Regions from separate parts of the Mus musculus genome. Here regions 2 and 3 are each linked to region 1. The links are chromatin contacts, called in public Hi-C and HiChIP or PLAC-seq maps. All regions are on one chromosome and are shown on one strand. The core of a region is the stretch at or near the end of the contact, and the rest is flanking DNA. Distances in the headings are between cores, read along the strand shown.

What was found. HiChIP or PLAC-seq counts read pairs in DNA pulled down with a chosen protein or histone mark. Hi-C and Micro-C count contacts between places; a contact is called where the count stands out from the background.
Region 2: a contact with region 1 is called in a CTCF HiChIP or PLAC-seq map of the NIH/3T3 cell line, with 11 read pairs. The contact joins the enhancer-like site here to the promoter of Tmem200a in region 1. A contact is called at or near these places in 6 of 39 promoter capture datasets (the 3T3-L1 cell line, 3T3-L1-derived adipocytes, embryonic stem cells and 2 more), 1 of 15 datasets of contacts at CTCF or cohesin (the NIH/3T3 cell line), 5 of 484 Hi-C or Micro-C datasets (embryonic fibroblasts, embryonic stem cells, nephron progenitors and 2 more), 4 of 115 datasets of contacts at active chromatin or transcription factors (embryonic stem cells and forebrain) and 3 of 9 other capture datasets (embryonic stem cells, liver and pancreatic islet).
Region 3: a contact with region 1 is called in a Hi-C map of ventral hippocampal neurons, with 2.4 times the contacts expected there. The contact joins the enhancer-like site here to the promoter of Tmem200a in region 1. A contact is called at or near these places in 3 of 484 Hi-C or Micro-C datasets (cerebral cortex, nephron progenitors and ventral hippocampal neurons), 2 of 115 datasets of contacts at active chromatin or transcription factors (embryonic stem cells and neural progenitor cells) and 2 of 9 other capture datasets (adipose tissue and embryonic stem cells).

Annotation. Positions count from the first base shown.
Region 1 is chr10:26,077,172-26,080,537 of GRCm38.p6, reverse strand. Tmem200a (transmembrane protein 200A) reads left to right here and starts at 1,575. Exons shown (of 3, transcript NM_001358814.1): 1 at 1,575-1,702; 2 at 2,219-2,400. It overlaps Gm9767 (predicted gene 9767), which reads right to left and starts at 2,283. Exons shown (of 1, transcript NR_028030.2): 1 at 1,091-2,283.
Region 2 is chr10:25,959,954-25,963,319 of GRCm38.p6, reverse strand. No RefSeq gene overlaps it. Among named protein-coding and RNA genes, the nearest start is that of Gm9767, 120 kb to the left of the region's middle. Within about 2 kb of position 1,694, at least 10 of the 459 cell types and tissues checked have an H3K27ac peak or open chromatin away from gene starts, as enhancers often do. A contact at or near this core is called in the NIH/3T3 cell line, where this site is marked.
Region 3 is chr10:25,997,971-26,001,336 of GRCm38.p6, reverse strand. All of the region lies in intron 2 of Tmem200a (transmembrane protein 200A), which reads left to right. Among named protein-coding and RNA genes, the nearest start is that of Gm9767, 79 kb to the left of the region's middle. Within about 2 kb of position 1,681, at least 6 of the 459 cell types and tissues checked have an H3K27ac peak or open chromatin away from gene starts, as enhancers often do. A contact at or near this core is called in ventral hippocampal neurons, where this site is marked.

The DNA.
Region 1 (3,366 bases), core at 326-2,825:
GGAAAATATTGGCCATTAGCAAAGATTAAATAATTTACCTGAGCTTGCCTGGAACACTAAGAGCCAGAGGGGGACTGATGAATATCTTCTTGGGAGGTTGCTTAGACTATAGAATGGCAGATAACCCTCAATTTACAAGGCTATTTACTACTGAATTTTTCTGACTAGTAGTAATTATTTTAAAAATAAAATATGTTGATGATGTTATCTAGTTCACCTTCTTCCTTCTTCTTTGACTGAATAACTGGAATATAAGTTCAGATTGGTAATTGTGATCAGTGGTGATAAGAATGAGTCTAGATCTTTTCCCGAAGTCTTTCCTCATCAGCCTCTCTTTGAAGACTGCCTGGACATGTGATGCCTGTGATGTCTGGATTGCCATTTTAAATGTTTCCCTGTACATTGTAGACACTGTGCTACATTAAAAGAGCAGGATGGGAGGAACCTATTACCCACCCCTTTACAAGTCAGGAAGGCTTGCTAGGAAGTGTGTTCTCTTGGGAGCTTTGAGGAGAAAGGAAGAGTCAGGGCATTCTTGTACAACGAGTAGAACCTTACTAGGCTCACACGATTAATAAGGTTCCTTGACAAATGTGCTAGAAAACCTCAGAGAACTGATCAAATGGCTTTGGGCCAAGAGAACTAGCCACATGAAGGTGGAAGGAAAAGAAAACCACAGATGGCTTACAAGGTGACTCATTTCTCCTACCCCATCCCATCTACTTTCTTTCTTTTTTTCTTTTTTTTTTTTTTTTAAGCATTTGGTCCTGAAATTTCAGAAAAAGTATTTAACCTCCATACTGAAGCAAGATTTTTTTTTTAAAACCACTATTGCCCGTTTTTACAGTCTTTCTCCATTGCCAGTGTCATCTTAATGACCTGTCTGGCCTCTACGGGTTGCCTTATTTTCTTGAGTCTAGATTTTTTCCCCACAGAATCCAGTAGCTGACACATTGAAATAGATACACACCAGAGCAGAATATTTGCCTCTTGCCTATGAGTTAAAAAAAAAATCCAAGAAACTCATGGATTTACAAAACCATAGCTCAGCTACGGTTGCTGTACACTGCACACTCCAACGCAGTAATTTGAATACGAAACTTTATTTACTGACTTGATCTTCAGCCAGAGTGGGCGCTTTGGTCCCTTGCAGAATTGCACGTGACTATTATTTCAATTATTTCATTCTATGGACAGGACATGTTTTTTTTTTTCTCACTGATAATTTTTGGTAACTTGAAGCCTTCATTGGATTTGATATCTGGAGCTTAGCCTCAGACTCATCATCTTAGGATACAATTAGCCCCTGCCCCTCACAACCCCATGCCCAGAACCCTTCCCAACCAGTCTGCTCTACTGGAACTAACTTCCCAGCAGCTTAAACCCTCTGAGGGCTAGGAGTGCAGTATCTCTTGGGGGTCCAGGTCTGACTTTGTTAGCACAGCACTCGTGCAGCCGCCAGGGGGACCCCGACCCTCCCAGGCTGCATCTGATAAGAAAGCATCCGAGGGGCGTGGAACCGAGGGGCCTATGGATCCTTCTTCCAGAAAATACAGAGTCCGCCGGGGATCCCCAGTTCTTATTGAGACAGGAGGGGCAGGTATCTCCCGTTCTGGAACTCGCGTCCGACGGTGATGAGAAGCGAGTGGGTGTGTCCGCTTCCGCCCGCTGGCCTTCAGATGAAGCAGATCGCCTGGAAGCGGTACTTTGTTCCCCAAATGGGTTTTGTATGGGCGCCATCCCGGCGCTAGAAGTACAACTTTGCAGCCAGGGCGCCGGGTAGCTGGGTTGGGGTCCGGGGGGAAGGGTGGGTCCTGCACGCAGCTCTTGCACAGCTTGGCGACTGGGCCGGCGGAGTTCCCACGGGTCGTGGGCGGCGGTGCGATTAGCACCGTCTGGGTCCCCGGCTGCTGGCGACGCTCCGGGAAGCCCGTCCCGCCCTCGCCCCCGATCCTCCTCTTGGCGGCTTCGGGGGCTAGAATTCATCAGGAACCAAGCCCAAAACTTTCCCTCGAGCCCCGCATTCCTTTTGTCTTTCTTGGCGGCGGCGGAGACGCCTTAGCTGCGATCTTTTGCCCTGGCCTCGGTCACCGGTACCCTAGAAGGATAGGGGCTGCGCTCGTCCGATGGCGGCGGCCGCGTCCCCCAGATGCGCGAGTCAGGGCGCCCGCACCCCGGCCTGACTCATCTTCCTTTGGTGACCGCACCGCGTCCTCAGCCGGAGCCCCACGGGGATGGGGAGTGAGACCGTGGCTGCCCGCAGCTGCCCAGATTCCTCCTGACGCCCCCGACCCCGCCGCCTCCCTCGCTGGTCCCCGGAGGCGCACGCTGTCGCGACAGCTGTGAGAGCGAAGAGCCCGGAGAGGCCACCGGAGCCCCGAGACCAGGCGCTCAGGACAGGTGAGTGGACCACCAGGGTGCTGCGGGGCGTGCAGAGGTGGGTGGGCGAGCCCTGCAGCTGTACCCCGGGTTTCTGAAACCCCTTCTCCTCCCCTCCGCTTTAGCCCGCAGAGTTAGGGGAAACAATGACTCCCAAAGTTTGGGGGAATGAACCAAGTCCTCCATCAGTTCCAGACTTCTTGGTCTCCAGAGTACAGGAGAGGTGGTGCGGGGCAGCCTGTGAGCAGCCGGCTTCTGAGAGCGCCTGGCTTCGCGTCTTGGAGCTACACCCTCCTTTGTCTAAGGTTCCAGAGTCAGCAATCTTTGTGAGGGTCTACGGCGTTAATTTATGGTAGACAAAAGTGTGAACAGGGTTCCCTAGATCAGTATTTCAGTGTGATCCTACCTGCATAAGCAAAACGAAGAGGGGTAATTGTCTATAGGCTTCAGCACGACTCTCCTCCCCACAGACTGCCTAAGAAAGGACTCGTAAGATTTGCTTCACTAATTGTTTTGCAATAATTGCGTGTTCACGCCAACACTATGCATTATGAAGGCTTGGGCATTCTATGTTTGCTGCTTTTGTTATTTTGGAATGTGTGTGTGTGTGTGTGTGTGTGTGTGTGTGTGTACACGAAACAATTCATTTTTTACCCTAGGCATCGATAACGTCAGAAGAAAAGACAAATATGTAGATATAGTTAAGTAACTAGAATCATTCCCCATTTGTTAACTATATGCAGATATAAATGAGCTAAAGGTTCAGTCCCTGTGTTTTTCAGTCTGGTGTTTTTCAAAACTAAGTAACCCTGGCTTACCTGGTCTTTTTTTTTTTTTCTGAAGACCTTCAGTGGTTGACAGCAGATACCATTTCAAGAATCGGTAAATGCAATTTGTATTGAACTATTTCCTTCTTGAAGTCAGACGAAGTTGCATAGCGTTTTGTGCATAGATGGTACCCGAGGTGCTAATGCTCTTTCCTTTATC
Region 2 (3,366 bases), core at 445-2,944, 120 kb after region 1:
GAACCCAAATGATTGATCAGGCAAAAAGTAGATCAGTGATTAGAAATGTAACCATTCAGTTGCAGAGTCTCACATTCACAGAGAACCACATTGTTAGGATTCTAAATAGTCTCTGAAAGAAAGCTCTGTCTCTTATGCCTTATGAAAATGTTTGCTGCTCCTTGTTTGGTCGTGATTGATTGCAGCCTTCACTGTTAGTCTTACTGGTGTTAATATCTCCAAGGTGATTTCTGTTTCCTTGGCAACTGTAATGTTTATTTTTCAAGACAGCACCGGTCTGGTCTCTGGTAGTTAAGATGGTAAAGCCAGACTGTAATGGTAAGGTGCAGACATAAATCTTCCCTATCACTGATTTCTAGAATCCATTTAATCAGTTCGAAGCCTGACGACCAACCTGTATTCTGATGTTTTGATTACAGGGTTTTCTCAGCCAACACTCCTCTCTGATTTCAAGAAATCATGCCTTAAATTCCAATAGACTTTCACCAGCTAAAGAAATTCCTAGTGTTTTATCTAAATTTTCATAGCTTTAAACTTGCATAATGCATCACTATTGTATTTACATGGAAATGGCCAGAGGAGATCAAGGTATAACTTCTCCAAGAGAAAGAAATAAACACTAAGTGAAAATCATGCATTCTTTAAAGCAAAGTTATCTGTCAAGTGCTACTGACATTATTAAAATTTATAAAATTCAAGAGTGAATTGCAAATGAGGAAATGTCTCTGATCATTCCTGTCTTCATCAGAAGTAATAAGTATCTCAGTAAGTATTAAAGATGTTCCTAGAAATTCTCTAGAACAGTGGAGGGCAGGCAGCCTCACACCACAGGTAGGTGAAACCATACCTGGACCAGATGTTTAGATGTCAGACCCTCTGCCATCTACTTAAACTTAAATCTCACTCCGGGATCCTGAAAATGGAATTAGGGAAGGGGTCACCTGACCTCTTTTCTCTCACATAGCAAAATTGAATAAATCTCCATTCTTTGCTTTCTATTATTAATTTGAGTCTTTTAGTTGGCTGATTGAGGATGAGTAGCCAAAATTTAGCTTGGGCACAGGCAGTGATGCCTACGTCTGGGCTGATGCGATTCTTAATGCTATTTCTCTGCAGGTTTTAAACAACCATGTAAGCAAGCATCTTTCAATTTGCCTATGTACATTTTTTTCTCCTCTGGCCAACAGTTGGAATTATATTATAGAGCAACTCCCTAGAAACATGCTCTTAGAACCCTTATAGTAGTAGGCAGAGAGACAGAGAGAGAGAGAAGAGAGAGAGAGAGAGGGAGAGAGAGAGAGAGAGAGAGAGAGAGAGAGAGAGAGAGAGAGAGAGAGGTGGGAAGAGTGACTGAGGGACAGACAGGTGAAGTCACCAATGGCCACTTTGTAGGGTCATAAGCGTTGGATACTGTTGAATGCTATTCAGGTCCTTAGGAGAGCTGCCCAGATTGAATTTCTAAGTGTTCACAAGTACAACTATACTTGCAAAGAATTATAAGTTTACAGAAACTGAACATACAGATTTATTTTATCATATACTTACGTATATGTGTCATGGAGGTGTGTGCATACAAGTGTCCACTGAAGCCAGAAGGGAGTCAAAGCCCCAGAAGCTGGAATTATAGGTAGTTATGAGCCACCATGTATATTCTTGGACCCAAACGTGAGTCATCTGTTATGAGAACGGTGCACACTCATAACCACTAAGCCATCTCTCTGGGCCCTAGAGGATGGTTTACCTTCAAGGTACTCAGAATACACACTACAAGGAAGATGGGAGGAGAGACATAAAAACTGCATTTCTCTGTTCCCATCAAGGGCGTGATATTTAAAACAGAGCACTCGCTTACATTTCACATATCACATATTTGAAATGTTTACTATATCCCTTCATTCAGAGGCAATGTATATCATCAGATGGGAAAATATTACTCAATAGAATGATTCATGTTGAGATCAGAGTATGCCCTACTTATATGTAAGTTTGGTTTTTCAAGTCATGCACGGCTCTAGGAGACTCCATTTGAAAAGCACCCTATGCTTCCATTTTGAGGAAGAAAGATGACTGTAGCCCCTGGGCATACCTAGAACATGCACCATTTATCAGTCACCACAGACTGATTGCTGAGGGTGGAAAGTGAGTCACCTCACCAGTTCATTGTAGACGAATGAGAGAACTTTGAGGGCATGCTGGCATGTAAAGTCTTTTCAGAAAAATCAGGCCCAAGAACTGGGCACAGCAGATCTAGTAAAGATTGCAGCTTCCTTTCCTGGAAGGAAAGTGATAGACACCTAGCATTGCAATGACACAGACTCACACCAGTCTAATCACCTGTTGTATATGCACGTGAGTGATGCATGTGTGTGTGTGTGTGTGAAGTACTAAGTGATGCATTACAATCTCAGCTCAAGTCTGAACACGGTACTTTGGGCCAAATAGTTCCATGTGTGAGAGGTTTATTGGAGGAGAAAAAGAGAGAGGGGGGAAGGTGGCACAGAAGGGGGAAAAAGAGAGAGGGAGGGGCATTCCCCTTATTTATATGGAAAATGACATAATGCAGGTAAAGGTGGGAGGTGAGCCAAGTGGATTCTGGGAATATAGTAGCTGTTGTCCTGATAACAGGTCTGTAGGTTGCACTGTCGCCTCTGTGATATCATAGGTTTGGGAAGTCCTGATGTCAACACTAAGGACTCCCCAGCTTGGCTCAGTTATTGATGCAGCTGAGTGACTGCCTGTCACCTGCCTGCCATCGCCCTGTTCTACCATCTGGGCCTGGACCTGACCCACTGACAGTGGAAGTTACTGGTTGTGCTATGTGGTGCACATCCATGTGGTGTTTTGCTGAGGCAAGATCTGTGGGAGTACGAGCAGTGTTTGGAGAGAGTATAAATAGGACTCAACAGACAGTGAAGGGGCTAGCCTTGTATAGTCAGCTGTTCAGCTCTTCAATGGTCATCACTGGTCTTCACTTTGTTGAGAGAGGCACGTGCAGAGAACTCCTGGCATTCCAGCTGGTCTGGTCACTCCCACTGACTTGCACTGACTCTTTGGAGGCCTGGCAGTTTCTGCTGGATTGTGTCACCATTGCTGACTTGCATTTGGTATCCTGACACTATTGAACAGGACAACAGAGATTGTAATTGTCCCAAAGAACTGCTTCGAAACAGGTCTGCATCCCCTTGTCCTATTTACCATCTTTTCTCCCCTATCTTTGGATGGTAGGCTAGAAGAGGGGTTGAAGTATTTGAGAACCCTTACTAAAAGTAGGTTTTGAAAATTCTGAGCCTACAACCTACCTATTGAACTCTGCTCCAGTGTCTCTAACTTGTATTCCTTCCGTAACTTATGCATATGCACAGAGAT
Region 3 (3,366 bases), core at 432-2,931, 79 kb after region 1:
TGGCACATCAGCAAGAGCTTTCTATGTACACAGAATCTAATTCTCCTCCCCCATGGCCCTTACCGTAAGGTTGTATCATCTTCTCCCTTGAAGTATGCCTATTATTTCCAACATAATTGACACTGTTTTATTCATATATTTGGATTTTTATCCTTATTTAGGGCTTAAAAACTGTCAGATTGCAAGACTATCTGCCCAAGGGAAGTAAAAATTAATCTATGCCTTCAGGACCAAACAAAACATTACATAAAACCCCATGTGGTATCCACAAATGTGACAGATGGAAATATTTTCTATTCAAGCTACAACAGTTTTAGGACTTTCTTCCCAGTAGAGACATTTAAAACTTTGAGTTTTTAATTTTTTTTTAAAATTTATATCGTTACCAGAGTCAAAAGAGAAAGTTTCTATGGGTGCCTAGCAGTTCAGTCAAACTAAGTTGAAAACATTAGCAAACAGAATGGAAGGCCTCCTTCCATATATGTGTACTAGTAGGTTTGCATGTGGATGCTAGAGGAAGACATTGAGTGACACATGTCCTTCCTCTAACACTTGATAGCCACGAGCATCCTCAGTACCATGATGGTAGAAAGAGAGAACTTACTCTTGTAAGTCACCTTCTGACATCTATGTGCACACTGTGGTATTATGTGCCTGCATGCTTGTGCATACATCACACACACACACACACACACACACACACACACACACACAAGCAGACATACAGACACACATGCATGCATGCAGACACACACAGAGACACACATTCATGCACAAATGCACATAGACACATTAAACAAATCAATGTATAGTTTGGTTAACTATTCAAGTGCAGTTATTAGTGGTCTGTAAGGATGCAGGAAGCCTGGGGTTTTCTACCTCGAGAAACACAAGTCCATATATTGCAAGGAAGAGATGAGTTCATACAAAGGCTTGCTTTTCTTTTTAATTGTTTCTTCAGATTTACAGAGTTATATTGAATACATAATGTAAGGAATGATAAGGCAGGAAAGCCCAACCTGTTCATCTGGTATTTGCAGTTGGACAGTACTATAGGCACTGTTATGTTCCCACTGGAATACTAGAGTGAAAACAGGAAAATGATGAGGACGAGGGAGCTGGGGGACACTAGACTTGAGGAAGCCATAGGACGATACAATATGAAAATCTGCAAAATGTTAGTTCTGCACCAACAAGTTTTCCTATTCTGGAGACCTTTGCTGGTATTACTCAGTATAGCGTAAAGCTCCATAGTCAAGTGAAACAGTGGACCAACAACAAAGCAGTCTTTAGTGAATTGGCAGACTGACGCTCAAGTCACTACACATAAAAGGTAACCCATTGTGATCAGGCACATCTTGAGCTCACAGACCATGTGTCATAGAGAGAATGCGCTTGAAAATCTATATGGGTTCTGTGTCAGCAATGTTTCTACAAATGTGCTAGCCTGACAAACTATCAAATGCAGGCCTGAACCAACTATGAGCTGTGTAACAATTAGCATGGAACAAATACTCTCCAAGGACTAAAAGCCATGAAGCCCTGGAACACAGAAATCTCCAGAAGGCCAAGTAGCAATCATAATGAGCTCAGAAAACACCCTGCTGGGACCCAGTGGGAGGCATATTCTGCAGGAACAGAAGGCATTAGAAGCCTGTCTTTCCCAAAGCAAAAATATTTTCCCACCACACATTCCAGCTCTTCAAATCTGGACATTCTCTCAACAATAACTGTCACACTCTACACTTGCTACATCTCCGACAGGAAGGTGGTTTAAACTGTTAAAAGGAAGCCCTTGCTATGAAAGTCACCAATTTACCCAGCATGCAGGATTTCAGTAGAGATGTCCCAGCTGCCGAACTGAACTACTCATGACCACAGATTGCTTTCCACCCTTCACCGCAGAGAAGTTCCTGTCCTCAGCAGCATGGACATCATGATTTGTGCAGCAGCATTGAAAAGAGAGCTGCTCGGAAATATTAAGATCATTTTTCGGTGATAGTAGGCCTGGGAAATCCAGAACACACTGATGAGAGTCCTGAAGGCCAGAAAGACTGGAGAGCAATGGCCATTTGAGTTTCTTCAGTTACGGTCACACAGCTTGGAGAAGACTCAAATCCACAAGCCACACAGATGCTTCCATCCTGCCAAGGTCATTGAAGGCTTCACAGTCATCTCTCTATACTACAAATAAGCCATCTTTCCTAGATCGAATTCACCGTCCACATTAGCACAAAATGTGCCATCCCATAATTCACAGGCTCCTGCACATTAAGCCTCTTGTGAAATTTTCTAACTTAAGGCCTTTTTAAAGCATCATTTTGACTGGTGAATTTTATTCTCCCAACCCATGATTTCTCTGAGAGCAAGGAATGACAAGGTATGGAGTAAGGCCATATTGAGGAATGACAAGACAGGACTCCCTTATAAAAAGATAGAATTCTCTGATCTTGAAAACACAAACTCCTTTAGCACTGAGGGACATAGTTCATGAGTATTTCAGAGAAACCGCACAGCCAATGCCTACATGGCCAGCATATTGAAAATCACACTGGGGATGCTGTGGTGACCTGGGAGATTGTTTATGACCTCATCATTTCTGCTCTCTTTTTCTAGTATGGAGTTAGTGGCAGCAACTCCATGAATTGGGAGAACATAGATTTTTTTTTTAATTTCTAATTTTCACAATGAATCTCAATCAGTTTTTTTTCTCATCTAAATTCTCTGTCTGTGAACTACTTGACTGAATATTTGACTATCAAATTCATGTAGGAACCACCAACCCCTAAGGCCATAGTTTCAGGAAGGAGAACTGTAGGGAGGACACTAAGTCATCAGGATGGACTGACCACTCTAAACTGGAATTTGTGCCCCTCTGTCTAAGCTCTTTTGCATTATTCCAGTAGAATCTAGGTAATGTGTAGAGAGGATGAGTGGCGTACGTTGCTCGAGCTGAGACGTTCAAGGTAAAGGGCTGTATCTGCTAAAGCCTCATAGCCTGGCAAAGGCATGTGGTGAAAAGCAAGGCCAGTTCAATGCTTGTGGTGCTTTGAGTAGGAATAGCTCCCGTAGGCTCGAATACTTCATCATTAGTGAGTGGCACTATTTGAGATTAGGAGGTGTGGCTTTGTTGGAGTGGGTGTGACCTTGTTGGAGGAAAAGTGTCACTGGGGGTCAGCTTTGGGATGTCAGAAGCCCAAGCCAGGTCAATCGGCTTTTCTCTTCCTGCTGCTTGCAGATCTGAACTGGGCTACTTCTCCTGCACCATGTCTGCCTGCCTGCTGCTATGCTTCCTGCCAAGATGATAATGGACTAAATCTCTGAACAGCTAAATCTTAAAGGGTCACCCGCACTAGGTTGAGAACT